Regions from separate parts of the Gossypium hirsutum genome. Here regions 1, 2 and 3 are each linked to region 4. Evidence: chromatin contacts called from public Hi-C data. All regions are on one chromosome and are shown on one strand. The core of a region is the stretch at or near the end of the contact, and the rest is flanking DNA. Distances in the headings are between cores, read along the strand shown. Region 1 holds the start of LOC107960314 (SEC12-like protein 1). Region 2 holds the start of LOC107918144 (40S ribosomal protein S15a-1). Region 3 holds the start of LOC107960317 (phosphatidylinositol-3-phosphatase myotubularin-1). Region 4 holds the start of LOC107918167.

Region 1 (2,700 bases), core at 8-2,507, 430 kb before region 4:
CCCAACCTCAGACATGATTTCAATCTCATAAACAGATTAAACAAAATTTCTTATAACTTCAATAAAACAGCATCCTAATATTCATCAAGAAGCATTTTGTAGTAATATTAATTAATACTTACAAAAATTGACTACTCGCAAGTTTTTGAGCTATGGCAATAAACAAGTAAAAAAACCAGTGAAATAAAAAGAAAAGAAAAAACTTACTTGCAGCCTCCATTAGTGGTAGAGCAAACAAAACAATCTCCACTTGGGTGCACTGCAATGGTTATTGGATCACCATCACTTTCTTCAAGCTCATGCCTAGCCTAATATTACAAATGTAAATATATAAACATCAAGTCCAACTAACTAATATAAAAAAATAAATCAAATAACATAAACCAGACAATGACCCTTATTGTAGTTATACAAAAACAATGCTTCCCTTTTTAGAAAAAATATAAAAGAACTCTAAACTATTCCACTTTTCTCAAGTAAGGGTATAGCTTTATTGTATCAAAATAATTTATCTTCAAGGTATAAAATTAAAAGTCAAGCACTAATTTGGTGCAACAATAAAGTTATTTTAGCCTAGAAAATTATACAACAATGAAGTATGAAAGTAAATTTTCTTCTACAATGAAGAAAACAAGAAAAACCCATGAAACTTGTTTCTTCAACTAAAATAAATTTAATAATAATAATAAATAAATAAATAAATAACCATCTCCCCTTTAAAATTGGAGGGAGAATTGCCACAGTCATCCAAAAAAACCCTGAAAACGACAACCTCGTTTGCTTAAAAGAATAAAAACCCTACTTCCCGAAAGCCAAAAATGGAAACCCCAATTCCATAATTTAAAAAAGAAAAAGCAAACTTTTTTATTTTTTGATAACTTACCAATGGAGATGAAGAGAGAGAAGTGGTGTTGGGATCAAAAGAGAAAATCTCAATAACTGAAGAAGAAGAAGAAGTGGGTCGGGTCATTATCCGGGCCAAGACAACCCAATTGACGTTTTCGGGGCGACGGATCCATGACCCACACGAGACGGACCCACCTGCTTCACCTTCCATTGAAGAAGTAAGAGATGATTGAAATGAAAGATATTTTTAGTTTTAGATATTTAGAATTTTGCTGGGTTTTGGAACGGTTGAAGAAGAAATCTATAAAAAGTAGGAGTCTTTGGGAAAGAAAATATAGTAGGGTGGGAGCAGGACAAAGCGAGAGAGGCACAAGGCTAACAAAGCGTGTCTGGTTGTGGATTTTGGGGGGTGGATCCCACAGAAGGGTATTTTGGAAGCACCGCCTCGCCTGTTTTACCAACATAAACAAAAGTCAACTCCGTTTTGAGATTTTGGTTTTGGATATGCGAATCATCCCATATGATTCTGCCCAATTGGTGAACAATGTTTTCTTTTTTTCTTTTCTTTTTTTAAACAAGGTTGGTTTTCTCTGTTTTTTTATTATTATCAATTTTTAAATATTTATTTATTTAAATTAGAATAATCAATCAAATCAATTAAATCAATAAACATACTTTTTATTAATTTAATAGTTGGTCTGATTTTAGAAAAATATTTTTTTAAACAACTTTTACGGGTTATATTTATTAAATTTAATTATAAAAATAAGGTTTGATATATAATTTGACATTTTTTTTATTGTGGTATATGTATTTCATAAAAAATTTACATTTTGGTATTCAATTTTAGTTTTAAAATTAATTTTATAAAAGTTAATGGCTAATAGTGTTATATTTGAATTTTTATTATTTTGTTAATAGAATAGATTTAGTGTTAATTGTGAATTCATTTAATTTATATTTGTTTTTTTTTGTTAAATGCATTCTAATAGTAGTGATTTTTTTAGAGGGATTTTAGGTTGATTTAATAAAAGTTAATTACTAATATTATTAATAATTATAAATTTTTATCATCTTTAAAATATAAATTAAACACTAAAAAATTAATATAATTACCTTCACATATCGAAATGTATAATTTTTTTATCAAATACAAGTATCACAAAAAGGATTAAAAGACATTAATACCATATTAAATATGATGACAAATTTGAATATTAAATAAAATGTTAAACCTTAAAAAAAAAGTAAAATCTTAGACATCAAATTGAAAATTAGATAAATAATAATTTTCTATTCGACATTTGATAACAAGATTAATTTATAATTTGTTAAACGAAGAAAATAAAATTGACATTATTGAGTAAGTGCAAGTACGAAAATTTTATCGGGTTTGAACAAAGCATGCTCCAATAATGTAAACAGAATATTAAGATGATCACCTATCACATCAATTGACTAAAATGGTAATGAAATAGTACAATTTTCCATTGGTTGTAGTCCAAATGTATTTCCACATCCTCCCTCAATACGATTGTAAGTTTTGGTTGGGTGAGAAAACATTAGAGCAAAATCAAGACTGATAGTTAAAAGTACAAAAAAAAAAGTTTTAAGGGTTTAATTAATTTTTTTTACGGTAAAGTCATCATGACTTTTATTAGAAGTATAATTGAGTGAATTAATTAAATTTATTTTAATCAATTAGTTAAATAATATTTTGGGAATAGAAAATTAATTATTAGGTTAGATAACTTATATGAGTTGATTTGAGGTCCAAATAACATATATAATTATACTCAATACATAAAACAGGTGTAATACTCCATTTAATACATTATGGGTGCAAATCCTAGT
Region 2 (2,700 bases), core at 54-2,553, 380 kb after region 4:
CTCTTTCTTTTTGAAGTAAATTTACAAACCATATAGCCCCTTAGTAAATGATGAGTTCATTTTATGAATGTTGCAAGTCAGTCCCTTGATGAAACTTGGAATTTGAAGCCTTCTTTTTCATTGAAAAGTTCATATTTTCAGTTAGTATTAATTTCACTTATTTAATATTGAGTTAGATATGGATTCTTATAATTAGAAGGTATTCACGTCCATAGACCCACACTGTCCAAATAAAGGTTATCACTTTTTTCGGAAGCTTCAACTCGGGTGAATTGAATTTTACAAGTGAGCATCCATTTATCACTAATTCAATCATGACATACTAAAATTTTGCAAGTACACCTTCAAGGGATATAGTTTTAAAAAGTTAATTGGTAATAACTAAAAATTCCTAATTTTTTTTCTCTAAGCCATTTGTTTCTTTTTTCTTCTCATTCACTGTTTATGTTTTCTCTCTTTTTAATTTGCAGATCTATTTTGTGAGTATTTTTGTTGTCTTTTATAAGTTGTGATGATTAGATGACAGTGCTTGTCGTTCGTTAAAACTCCACCGGCCACCAATAGTTTTTCTTGAAAAGTGGGTGGTTTTTCGTCAACTTATCATTTTTTTTTCTTTTTTGAGAATATTTTAGACTAATAAATAATTTCACGTGTCGATTTGGACCTGTGTTGTTTTAAGTTTTATATGTTTTTTTGTTTGTTTTTCCCTTGTTTAATAAGTCTTCAGTTTTTGAAGTTTTTGTCTGCTCCTGTAATACATTTTTTCGTCTTGTTTATACATGTAATCTTAATTTCACAAATGATTTTAGGAATGATTTTGTTGTCGTCCTCTCTAGTTTGGTGAATGCTTGATTATTTTGTTGAATTTTGCTCGTTGCTTTGGACTATCTAGAGTTGATTTCCATATCGTATTAAGTGCTTGTAATCATTTAAGATACGTTGTGCTTGAGTTGTGATAAAGTCATTTATCAACATGTCATAATATTTTATTGATGCTGTGGCTAAAACCTTTGTTGTGTTAATGGAACTTGTCATTCATCATCTACGATGAATATTTGTTATTTATTTTTTTAAATTATATGATTTCATTCATTGAATGAATTTATCTTTAAAAATAAGAGAAAAATATTATATACTAAATCTAGAAAAAAAACCCAAACGTTATAAACCGCAATGATTAAATCTCTTATTAAGATTTCAAAAAATAGGGTTTAAATTCTATGATTATCGTCTTATTTTTTCATTTGTAATTTGTATCAATTTTTTTTTTATAAAAAAGACGACTCAAATTATAATAACTTTAAACATAACCCACAAAGCCGAAGGCGTGATTGACATTTTACTTTGTTTAAATCTGATAAGAGTTGAATCGATGCTTTATTTTAGGCCCAAACAGCTTAACTGGGTGAGGCTTTCGTATAATTTGTTCTGATGATTCCAGAAGGCCCGCATAAAACCCTAAGCCCTAAAAGTCTTACTATGTTGCACCCGCCCCTTTAAAAGGCAAAAACCCTAATTATTTGTCCCTCTTCACTCTCCTCAAGCAACTTTGACGCAGCTGCTATTTCTTTTTTGTGGTTTTCAGGTATGCTAGACGCTCCTCTCTTTTTTCTTTGTCGTTTTGTTTTTTCTATTCACCGTTCGTAGATCTTTATGCACATGCTTTTTATATTGTTAAATTTTTGTTACTGATCTTATATTCCATTTTCAAAAGCAAAACTGAAATGGTTTTCTTTAGGCTTATAGGAAAGTTAAGAAAGAACTCTTAGTGTTTGGTTTTCTTAAATGAGTGCTTTTAACATTTCCCACCCTTCTGCGTGCCTATATGCTAGCTAGCAATAGAAAATCTGGGTTTTGTTTGAAACCGAAGTCGTCATTTTCTACGTTTCGAATTTGAATCACCTTTGTAGATTGTTGAAACCTAATTCTTTAGTTTCTACGTTTCGGATTTGAATCGTCTGTAAAGACTGTTGGACTTTAGTTTCATCATAAAAAAGATTTGGATTTGAGTACTATCTAGAGTGATGCATACTTGTTACTAGAAAAAGTGAATATGGGTGTTGGTTGTAACTGAATTCTTCACTTTCCATGTTTCGAATAGCCTATGTAGATTGTTGGACTATATTTTCATCAGAAAAAAAAATTTTGATTTGAATATGATATAGATGGTTGCTCATTTTTAATAGAAAAAGAAAACCAGGGTTTTGGTTGAAACTGAATTCTTCACTTTCTACATTTCGAATTTGATTTATGCGTGTAGATTGTTGGATCTTAATTTCATCATAAAAAGGATGTAAAATTGAATATTATATAGATGAATGCTTCATTGTTACATATTTCATGTAAAAATCTGCAGCAGCAGCTTGTATTTGGAAGAATGGTGAGGGTGAGCGTTTTGAATGATGCACTCAAGAGCATGTACAATGCAGAGAAGAGGGGCAAACGACAGGTCATGATCCGACCGTCCTCGAAGGTGATCATTAAGTTCCTTTTGGTCATGCAGAAACATGGTAAGTTTCTATATGATCTCTACCTTTTATCCTTCATTCAAGTTGTAATTTACAGTACACGGGTATAGGTGTGAGTGTAGATGCGGGCATGTGTTGGATGTTGATAAGTTCAATTTTTTCTTTTATAAAATTTAAATAGCATTTAGATTGTTATATTTACGTATTCATGTTGTGTATGTGTTGGGTGAGC
Region 3 (2,700 bases), core at 161-2,660, 360 kb before region 4:
TTATGTCATCTCTATTAAGATGTTTTCATCTTCTCTACATAAACAACCATCATGCAGAATAATTTCATAACAAAACAAGACATCTCATAAAGAAATAATTAAGCATATTAGATTGTGAGATCAACGATTTCTGTACCGATACCAATATCAAATCATACAGTAAGCAAAAACCTATAATTTCCGAATTAAGAGTAATTGGGTGAGATCAACCTAAAACAAAAGTTAAAGCATGATAATTAGACATGGATTAAATTGGAGCATTCAACCTATTTACTTAAAAAAAAAAAACCAGAGATTGAACTACATTATTAGATATCAAGTAACTGTGTAAGTTGTTAGGTGCTTAGAATTAGAGCTAATTTTCTATAATCTTACATGTAAATGTAATCTATTTCAAGTTCAAAATATACAAATATATATCCATTCTGCAACCCAGTATCCTTTCACTCACCCAATATGCTAACATGATGCTGTCATATGTTGCCAAAATGCTAGATGGCAACAATTTACCAAATACTAAATTTCATAAGGTAAATGACTCACGAGAAAGAGAAGACGAAAGTTGGTAACAAACAAGGTTCCAGCCTCATCGGTATTAACAAGAACAACACCATGGCCCTGGAAAAAAGAAGTAAATTAAAAATGGCATTACTTATGCTATAAAAATGGCATTACTTACGCTATCCTTTTTATAACAATAAAATTATTTATTTTAAAAAAAATAAATTAAAAATCACTGAATTTCTCGTTTCAGTTGAAATAATAATTTGTGATCTAAATTATTTGTTACAAAATGCCTGCACCAATAATTCAAATTGCGCGCCCACTTAATTCAAGGAATTTAAAACAAAACAAATGATCCTTAATTACCTCATCTAGAACTCGCTCAGCTTCAAGCAAAAACTCGAAATTGGCATGTGAAACCGACCTCGTAACTGGCTGCAATTGAAATCGATCAACTAATCAAGCCTTAAAAAGAAAACCCTACAATTGGAAACATGAATTTTCCAAAAAGAAAAAGAAAACCTCAATTTTGGTCCATTCAAGGGTGTCCCAACTACCAGCACCGTCCAACCTTTCGCAACCGATAGAAATGTCTCTGGCGGAGACCGATCGGGACGGCCTCGATGCAGCCATAGCCGGTGATTATTGAGTTCAATTTTCAGCGCTTTTTTTAAGGGGGAAAAATGAAAATTAAAAAGTAAAGAAGTGATTGAAAGGAATGATATTGGGGAGAGAAAGTAGAGGAAAGAGACGTGCGGCAAAGGGAGGGTTAAGTTTTCGGCTTTTCGGCATCGCCACATAAACAACAAATGCGTGATGGGTTAGTTTGATGATTTCATCATTCAATTTCGATCCAACAAACCATTTATGTAGGACTCAATTTTACATCTAACCTTGTTTTTGCGGGTGACAGAACCGATCATTCCATTCAATTCAATAATTTATTAAAATAAAATATTAAAAAATAATTCAACCTTTAATTCAAATAAAATTTTAATCTAATCTATCAGTTTAACCGAATTTTGAAAATTATGACATTCATATCAACTTATATATTGGTTTTCTTAATTAAATAGTTTTCTTTTTCTAAAAATTAATTACATGATCCATACCTATAAATGTTAACATGCATAATTTATAAATTTATTATTTTACTTTTCTAATTATGAGTTTGGATTTGTAAGTTAATCTGCGGATAGTGTAAAAATAACGGTAATGATAAGATTAAATATTGTAATATAAGATAAAAATAAATTAAATATATTGTACTGTACCGCCTTGCCCATTTAAACCACATTAAATCTTAAAGGAACAAACGATTGACTAAACTATTTATTTATAAAGTTTGGATGATATTAATTCATTTACAATTAGTAAAGTTTTGATCAGTTTTATTATTTGTATTATTCAAATTAGTTAATTTTAATTTTGCACTTTTTAAATTTTGGAATTTTAGTTTTATTAAAGGATTATAGTTAAATTTGTTTGATTAATTATGTTATTTGTCTCATATTATGTGTAAAGTTATAGATTTAGTCAATGCTTTCTAACTAGATTACTCTTAATTCTATTTTTCAAAATTTGAAATTATAATCTTATTGCAAAATAGTAGTTGTTAAATCTATTAACTAGTTTTTGAGTAAATAATATGTGTAAATAGTAAATTAATATGGTATTACACAAGTGGCAATATATCTGCAGTATCAAAATTTGGAAATAGCATAACTTGATTAATTTAATAACTACTATTTAGTTAGAACTAAAATTTTAATTTTTTTAAAGTATAAGAATGAAAAATAAACAAAGTAAAGTACATAGACTAAATTCACAACTTACGCATAATATAGTGACTAATACTTTTCAAATTTTAAAATTTAGTATTTATGTAAATGACAAGTGACAAGTATTAAATCTCTTAATATGTGAAAACAGAAAAGCCAACATAGCATGATGTTAGTAATACGACAAGAATTGAAGTATATAATCTAAATCTATAACTTACTTGTCATACAAAGACTAATAATATAAATTAATATAAAATTTTTAATTGAGTTAACACTGAGACACCATTACATTTAATTGAGAAAGGAGTAAAAATTCATTTAAAAAAATAAATGTATTAAATTATTTATATTTGATGATTTATAATTTTTTAAAATAAAATAGTTTAAACCACAGCCTTAAAAGAAATCTTAA
Region 4 (2,700 bases), core at 158-2,657:
AGACATGTTTGATCCTACTGAATATCGTGAATATCGATCTTGCTAAAAGACGAATCGTATAATCATAAGTCTTATTCCAAAGAGAGCTCGCCCGTAGGCTCTTAACTTCATGCTGCTTCAACATAACCTTCTTATGAAATTCAAGCCAACTCTCCTGCGCTGAATCACCACTTTTCATCCTTTTTAGTGTTTGCTCGAGATCTGCAAGCAATTCCATCTCTTGATACAAAGTTGCATTCACTGAAATGAAACGTTCCATCTTCTTCACTTTCCTTTCCATCTTCTTCAACGAAAATATCCAGCCGTAAGGGTCGACACCATTATGGATCAACTCAGTGAAGGCAAGTTCAAAACTCTTCAACCCTGGATCATTGCATTTCTTCACAAGCCTAGCCACAGACTTCGCCACGTGGGTAACATTTTCGACCATTTCTGCACATATCAGGCGCCCAATGTATTCTTCATCTTCGGACACTAACTTTTTAATCCCGACAGAATTCGTGATTTCCTCTCTCAACCTAAAAACCTGCTTATCACTCAAACACTGCCATAAATGCACAAGCTTAGACATCAAGCTCGCAACTTCGAATGCTAACACTCCGATCTCAACCTTCTCAGAGATTCCATCTTGCCTCCGCGGAATTTTCCAAAGATTACGAAACCAAGATTCTGTTACCATCTTTTAGTCCCAAAAATGGATCTACAAGAAAAACAATTCAATAACAAAATCTTTTAAAAAACAAGCCAAGAAATTCAGCATTTTGTTTCACAGATTCTTTTCAATTTAAATTCCAAAACCAATTTAAGATCAAGCAATTAAATTAAAAACTAATCAAACTAAATCACCAACCTAGAAATTGATAAATCACAAATTATCTTTTAATGGTTCAATCGCTTGTGATTAACCTAAAAAGTAACACTTTTCAAATCAAAATTGAATTTGTTTTGATAAATTAATAACTCAATTGAACTATGAAATTACCATCAACATAATACCACACAAAGGGTCTTATAAAAGCTAAAATGAAATTCAAAATCAACCATGCTAAACAAAGAACATACCCACAGATTTCAACCACCCAAAACACAGGAAACCCTGATTTCCAAACAGAATAAAACCCCAAACTCAGAAAGAAAATCCAACAAAAAAAGCCAAAAAAATTAAGTAAAAATGTTGAAAAAAGCACTTACCGATCACATGAAGTGGAAAAAACAACACTCAGTTTCAGAAGCTGCGAAAAGGGGGGAAATAAAAGGGAAAAAAAAAGGGCAAAAAATGGGAAATGAAGAGAAATTTAAGAAAAGATGGAGACGCTGTAGCGAGGAAGGTGCAGTGAAGGCTATGGGCAATGTATGCTTTACTTTCAATTGTTTTTTTAATTATTATTTATTTTATATTTTAAAAACAAAAAAAAAAGGGAACAAACCCGAGTGAACATTAAAAGCTTATAATTGTTCGTTTCTTAATAGTCCTTTTACTGTTTTATATTTATTAAAAAGTCCCCACGATTTACACGTTTTCTCACTTTTACTCCATTATATGGTGGAAATTTCGTTAGAGTTAAAAGTACTTTACAGAAAAGCTTTATAACTTGCCAAATTTGACTTTTTTTGTAGCTTTTTGTTTAGTTATTACTTTTACTACTTTCTGTTTTTATTTTTTAAAATTTATTATTTTTTTAGAATATTTGCATTTAATGCATTACTTTTTTTCATGAATTTTTATATAGAAGAATTAAAACTTTAAAATAATATTATTTGATATGGTATGTAAGTTTCTGTTTTCTCTTTAGTCTTTTACCTAAAAAAACTAAAATAAATAATAAAAATAACAATTATAACTTAAAATTAAAATTTAAAGTCTTTTATATTTTTTTATTATACCCTTAAAATTTTTCCAGGTTGAATAATGATATATGATTAATTAAAAAATTGAAAACCTATTTAGTGCAATGAATAGTTTTTCAATTTTTTATTAAAAATGTTTGATTTTAATCTCCTAATTATATACCATAAAATTAAATATACCTTTAATTAAATAAGAATCATATAATTAATTTTAATAAAAATAGTACTCATTTGACTTTTGATTTAATTAAATTATTAAAAGGTTTGATGATAAGGTTTTTGATTTAATTTATTTATTACAAAGTTTCATGATAAGGTTGACAGAGATAAGTGTTTTGTGAATAATTTAGATATGATGAGAATGTGCTTTTTCATTGGAACATTTTTTTATTTATTTCAACTCCTACATTAAAACAAAAAAGAAAATTGATAGGAAATAATTAAAATAATATTTCTTGTTAATTACTTCATTTTTCTTTTATCTAATAAAACTTCTTTATGGTGTCATAATTCTCAAATAAATTTTCATGTACTGTGTAAAATTTTCTTAATCATGATCATGTTATTTCAGATTTTTCTCAAATTTTGATTTTTTTTCCTTTTGTACTGTAATGCTTTTAAGATTTTATAATTAAAAATAGTATTTAATTGTTTTTTTCTTGATTCGGGTCAATCAATATACTTTTACAAATATTATATATTTATTTGAGGAAAATATTAATCATATTTTTTCTTCTTCTATCTAACTAAATTAATAGTTTATACCCTATTGAGTAATATTGTCTCGTATCTCATCAATTGAAGCATCCATGTATTTATACTATCACAACTTGCAACTTGACCCCATTGTTT

Evidence for each region. Hi-C and Micro-C count contacts between places; a contact is called where the count stands out from the background.
Region 1: a contact with region 4 is called in a Hi-C map of leaf, with 2.5 times the contacts expected there. The contact joins the promoter of LOC107960314 here to the promoter of LOC107918167 in region 4. A contact is called at or near these places in 2 of 34 Hi-C or Micro-C datasets (both in leaf).
Region 2: a Hi-C map of leaf shows a contact between it and region 4, with 2.7 times the contacts expected there. The contact joins the promoter of LOC107918144 here to the promoter of LOC107918167 in region 4. A contact is called at or near these places in 7 of 34 Hi-C or Micro-C datasets (callus and leaf).
Region 3: a Hi-C map of leaf shows a contact between it and region 4, with 4 times the contacts expected there. The contact joins the promoter of LOC107960317 here to the promoter of LOC107918167 in region 4. A contact is called at or near these places in 9 of 34 Hi-C or Micro-C datasets (anther, callus, cotyledon and 2 more).

Annotation. Positions count from the first base shown.
Region 1 is chrA01:43,677,646-43,680,345 of Gossypium_hirsutum_v2.1, reverse strand. LOC107960314 (SEC12-like protein 1) reads right to left here and starts at 1,257. Exons shown (of 10, transcript XM_016896634.2): 1 at 884-1,257; 2 at 208-308. The coding sequence starts at 1,057.
Region 2 is chrA01:42,861,127-42,863,826 of Gossypium_hirsutum_v2.1, reverse strand. It overlaps LOC107918144 (40S ribosomal protein S15a-1), which reads left to right and starts at 1,303. Exons shown (of 4, transcript XM_016847675.2): 1 at 1,303-1,585; 2 at 2,357-2,510. The coding sequence starts at 2,378.
Region 3 is chrA01:43,607,125-43,609,824 of Gossypium_hirsutum_v2.1, reverse strand. It overlaps LOC107960317 (phosphatidylinositol-3-phosphatase myotubularin-1), which reads right to left and starts at 1,410. Exons shown (of 19, transcript XM_016896636.2): 1 at 1,027-1,410; 2 at 871-939; 3 at 544-618. The coding sequence starts at 1,137.
Region 4 is chrA01:43,243,952-43,246,651 of Gossypium_hirsutum_v2.1, reverse strand. LOC107918167 reads right to left here and starts at 1,407. Exons shown (of 2, transcript XM_041111199.1): 1 at 1,192-1,407; 2 at 1-700. The coding sequence starts at 679.